Linked DNA regions of Arachis hypogaea: region 1 is linked to region 2. A link is a contact called in public Hi-C data. All regions are on one chromosome and are shown on one strand. The core of a region is the stretch at or near the end of the contact, and the rest is flanking DNA. Distances in the headings are between cores, read along the strand shown. Region 1 has its middle 30 kb from the start of LOC112798307. Region 2 holds the start of LOC112798299.

Region 1 (2,740 bases), core at 193-2,692, 53 kb after region 2:
TTGGTCTTCTCTCTTCCCGTGTCTTTCCTTTTTCCTTTTTTTTAAATTCAAGAATAAAAAAATTTATGGGAATCACGAAAAATTATACTATTATGAAGAACAACTATGACACAAATTTAGTAGATTCCTTCTCGGAGTATTATTTATGATTCCCTCCTCTTATGGTGCGTCAACTTTAATTTCAATGATTTTCTCTCACTTATTCCAAAATTTATACTATGCATTTTTTCTTTCAAAACAATTAATCAAAATAATGCATAGTAATTAAATTTTGAAATTGCAAGACAAAGATAATTTTGCTCTAATACCACATGTTAGATATTTTATAAAACCATATTGCCAATAAATTCTTTGATTCAATTTAGAATTTCCAATTCTTGAATCACAAAGTCAAATAGAATCAAAATATGTTTGTTTTGTTGTTTGATCAAAATTGGAGACCCAAACTTTATAAAGTTTATAAATAGTCGTGTTCTTTCCATCAAAGAACAGACCAACTACTAATATAATTAATTAATAATTATAATACCACCCAAACTAATTTCTTTATTAATAAATTGAACCACAATTAGAAAAAAAATTAACATGTGATTCATTGTTTGAAACATTTTTTGTATAGAGCACCTAACCGACGTAAAATAGTGACTTCGAGCTGTAACTCGATTGAAAAGTGAAAATTCTTCAACAGTTGTGGTCAGAATCATATTGAAAAATTAATTAGTATTTAAAAAGTATATAATAATTCTATAACTATATAATATTAGACATAAAATAAAAGTTATAAAACTTATCATGTATATCATATGACTCCTTTTGATGAAATATGAAAAATGTATTTTATAGACAAAGAATTGATCCATGCATTGATGTTATGACTATTTAATCATTAAATCAATAATGATGATTATTAAATTTTTCGGTTATAAGTTCGGTATAAACAATTGCTTTTTACTAAAAAAAAAATACTTCTTTTATCTTAGAAGTACAAACAAGGGAGATCATTATTGAATTAAAAATATATATTGACATAATTGTTTTGAAAAAAAAAAAAAACAGACACTTACTATGTAATAGTTTTGTGTATTGTGGCTTAGACATTATTCATGGCTTTGTTTATTTTATGTGTTTTCTTGTTTACAATAATTATCTTGCATAAATGCGACAAATTAAATAATTGCAGACCCCAGGCTGCCAAGATTGAAGAATGCCAACATCAAGCGATGTGTCAGCCTGATAATTGCTTCTCAATTTTTATTGAATGATTAATGAATAATGACAGAACTTCTATTTGCAAAATGCCAAAGGAATGAAAACTTCTATTTGAAAGGTTTTCGTTTTGGGGCTTCCTTTTGTAAGCCTTATTTAAAGAAGTCAACCTTAGTGTATATGTAATTATGTAATTATGTAATATATGGTATTGTGTGCTCATGTGTGTGTTTTTCAGAATAATAGTTTCATTAATAAAAAATAATGAGGTATACGAGACAACAAATTTAGCACCTCTGCAATACTCTACATAATAAAATTATCCATATAGATCAAACATATATATGAGTTATAGACAGTTAGACACTACACCACAGTTTTTTTTTTGGCCCATTTCTTAGTCCAAATTGATTTTTCTTATGGACCCGACCTTCAGCCTCATCCTGCGGGCCACCAAAAGCAACAAACGAGACCAAGGATCCGGTATCAATCCATAACCAAAAAAAAAAAAGATCCGGTATCAATCCGAAATTAATAATATTATAATATTATAATTTTAAGTTGCATAATATAATAAAAAAATTAGTAATTTATGTATGCTTTCTATATAGAAATAATATTATATATATTTATATATCTTTTCTTTTAGCTCTTTTCCTAAAAATATTAGCATATAATTAATGTAGATAACATATATATTGAGTAAGTATCTCTATTGAATTAATCATAAGATTAATAAAATATAATGGCATAAATTTTACCTAATTGTAGCAAGTATCTTCATTGAAAATATTTGCTAATTATTACCATGTATAATTAGTGTATATATATATATATTTATTTATTTATAAGGAGTAATAATAAATTATTACAATTATTTATCATTTAGAAAATTCGTACCTCAAACATAGATCTTCTTCTCTTTATTATTTTTTATACCTAAGGGCTACTAACTACGATTCTATCAACAGTATTACCTACGGTAGATTATGTAATGAAACAGTTTGAAAAATAAAGGCAAAAATTATAAGGTTATGGAAAGTCCCATCCAAATTTGACAAGAACAAAACGACTTATATAGAAATGGTTCTCATGAATGATAAGATAAGTTGATTATTTTCCATTATTCTTTCAAGTGATGATAGATCCATTTTATAAATATTTTTGGTTTATATTTTAAGTTTATTTGATAAGTAAACCCTTGCACGAATAAAAAACAGTGTGATTTTATAGATTTATAAGTGCTAATAGCCTTTATATATAATTTATTTTATAGTGTGATAATAGCCAATATATTTATTAGTGAATTTAACTATTACTATATTATTTATGATCACATTCAGTATATATGTATGATTTATTGAAGAAAGTTGTAAAATTCGGTTAATTAATGGCTAATTAATCCATAAATTAAAAAATATTCTAGAAAGTGAGAAATGAGATTTTCATGGTTTAATATGATAAAGAAAATCAAAACGAGAATTTTGACATTAATTCTAAAGAAATCAGCCTAAAATTGGGTCGAACGGACCAA
Region 2 (2,902 bases), core at 348-2,847:
TGAACTAGGTGATTCTCTTATTTCCTTCAAGTAACTTGGGTACGAATGGTAACACATATCTGCAAAATCTCTTACTACAGTACAGCTTCCTTTAATGGTTCCCAAGGTTCCATCCTGAGCCCAGAAAGAACACACAAAATGAGCCCTAATTTCTACCACAAGCATGGTTTCAAATTGCAGGAACCCTATAAAAATAGTTGCATTTTGAAATCAGAGTAAATGTCCCTTCGCCCGGCCATTTATCCGAAAGACTAAACACCTCTCCACAATTCAAAAATCCTAAATCAGTCCTCAACCATCCAAATAGCTGGTCTAGGCAGTTCCTCTAAACAGTAACATGCTGATGTGTGAGGGATTGCTTAGCTCAATTACTTGGATGGTTGGAAACCGGTTAGAGATTTTTGAATTGTGGAGGGGCGCCTGGCCATTCGGACTAATGGTTAGGACCAAAAAGGGCATTTCCTCATAACCCCAAACATGGTTCATCAGTCCTGGTGCTGGGGACATGTTTCTTTCTTTCAAAAGGCTATACTGTCATTGCTATAATGTTATGAGAACACAAGAAGTAACATCCTAAGGAACCTCACCACAAGACAGTGCAAGAATTTCTTGGACTCATTATCATATCTGAAGGCCTCAAAAGTTGAAACCCATGGAGTGAAGAAGCCATAGCCAACACCAAGAAGAACGCTTCCAGCTATTCCTATACCTAACCATATACCAAATAAAGCAGGCAAAGCAATCAAAAATGCAACTTTCAACGCTGCATCAAATATTTCAATCCTGCAAAATTAAAATTAACACAAAAAAAACGAAGATAAAATCATGAGAATTGAAATTATAACTGAAAAAATCTCTATATAATAATAAATAAATAATGAAAATATTATGTTCTACTTCAAAAGGGTGTATACGGTCCATGCCACATGCCAAGGAAACAATCCAAGAATCACACCAACGTTGCCTATAATCAGTATCAAAGCAGCAATAGGACCCACAACTAAGCCTGCAGAATTTGAAGAAAAAATTTCAACAACTCATCATCCTAATTCATTTTACATGTAAGAACTTGTAAATAAAATAGAGTAAAAGATTTAATATTTATTTAGTGGTCAAAACTCAAAAGGTTAATATTCAATCATGAACTTTATAAAGAATGGAAAAAAGGGTGGAAAGAAAAGGAAAAAAGAGAAGCACCTTTTATGGCACCAAAGAAGAAGGCAGAGAAGAAAGCAAAGACCACATAAGAAGCCTTCACATAACCTTGCATAGAGCCACCAAAATCCATGCTAATTATAGGACCACGATCATGAAGAGAAATTGCTAGTTGTGATTAGAATTATTTTGAAAGAAACTATAAACACAAGAGAGAGAGAGAGAGAGAGAGGGAAGGAAAATGAGTAGTAATGATTAAATAATAACAAAGAAGAAGAAGAAGAAAGAGTCGTGCAGTGCAAGAAGATGACAAAACAAGAGAGACAGAGAAGGAAAACCGAAAACAGAACTAAGTTTATATGATTCGGGGTGTTGGGAACCAAAAAGTTTGCATTGTCATATGAAAAGGGAGAGTCCGCTAAAGAGAAGACTTAATTAATATTAATATTATAATGGTCAATTTACGTATAATGATGTTTAAAAAATTCAATGGCTTCACGCATAGTATTCCTTGACCAGATTTCCAAGGAGCTTTTGCTATAATAAATTCTATGAAGGACGGATATTTTATTAGGATAATTTGCTCAGTTGTTGGATTCGTTTATTTTTTTAGACACAATAAATTATTGATATATGTTTGAAAAAGTACAAGTAGATAATAAAATATTAAATAGTATAAATAATAAATATATTGAATGTTTAATTTATTAGATATGTAGATGGTTATTTTAATATTAAGATTTAGATGGGTAATTTGAGGGTGTAATATATTTTTATTTTACTAGGCCAATTTTAAAATTTATTGTTCACATTATTCACAAAAATTATTATTTACCTAGTAAAATCCTGTTTGTTTAAGTGTAGCATGAATATTTAGTTATGTTTTAATAAAAAATAAAATATTTTTTTAGATATATTTACATATTTAAATATTATTACATGTTAATATATCGAACTTTTTTTTAACATGTCTCTTTAAAATGGGTTTAAAAATAATATATATTATTATTTATTAAACAAAAGATATTTTAAATATTTTATATAATTAAAAAATATATTAAAAATAATTAAAAATTATTTTATATTTTATTATTAATAAAATATCAAAATATCATTATAATTTATCTAATATATTTTATATATATGTCGTCTTCTCATATTTTATAAGATTTTAAAATTTATGTGCCTCCGTATTCTATGTTTATGTTAGTGTTCATACCTTATAGATAAAATTCAATCCTATTTCATTTATATAATAAAACTAGCTATTAAATAAATCACTTTTATAGGATATATATTAAACTGTAAAAAATGGTAAAATTTTATATACAATTATTTTTATGTAAAGTTGATAGTTAAAATTATTAAATAATAAATTAATCAAATTTATTTAATAAATATTAAAAAATTTTATTATAATATATATATATATATATATTAAAAATAAATTAAATAATATTATTTTTATCCATAAATATGTATAATACTGATAACTTTATCTAAGAAAAAACAAAACTAATATTTAGGGGTGGCAACACTACCTGAACCCGCGGGTACTCACCCTGCTCCTATCCGTTCGGAGTGGGTAATTACCCGCACCCGCACCGGGACGGGTTTTAGCGGGGCGAATTCTTGGGCGGGACGGGACAGGGTCAGGTTTAGGTTAAACCCGCCCCTACCCGCCCAAGTATATATAATAGATATATAAATATATATTTTTAATATATAATATATATAATATATATAA

What was found. A called contact is a pair of places that touch in the nucleus more often than the background predicts.
Region 1: a contact with region 2 is called in a Hi-C map of leaf, with 2.3 times the contacts expected there. The contact joins the enhancer-like site here to the promoter of LOC112798299 in region 2. A contact is called at or near these places in 5 of 8 Hi-C or Micro-C datasets (leaf and an unstated tissue).

The regions. Positions count from the first base shown.
Region 1 is chr1:13,959,424-13,962,163 of arahy.Tifrunner.gnm2.J5K5, forward strand. No RefSeq gene overlaps it. Among protein-coding and RNA genes, the nearest start is that of LOC112798307, 30 kb to the right of the region's middle. Within about 2 kb of position 1,443, at least 1 of the 3 cell types and tissues checked has open chromatin away from gene starts, as enhancers often do.
Region 2 is chr1:13,906,036-13,908,937 of arahy.Tifrunner.gnm2.J5K5, forward strand. LOC112798299 reads right to left here and starts at 1,598. Exons shown (of 9, transcript XM_025841567.3): 1 at 1,198-1,598; 2 at 898-1,006; 3 at 588-783; 4 at 1-114. The coding sequence starts at 1,288.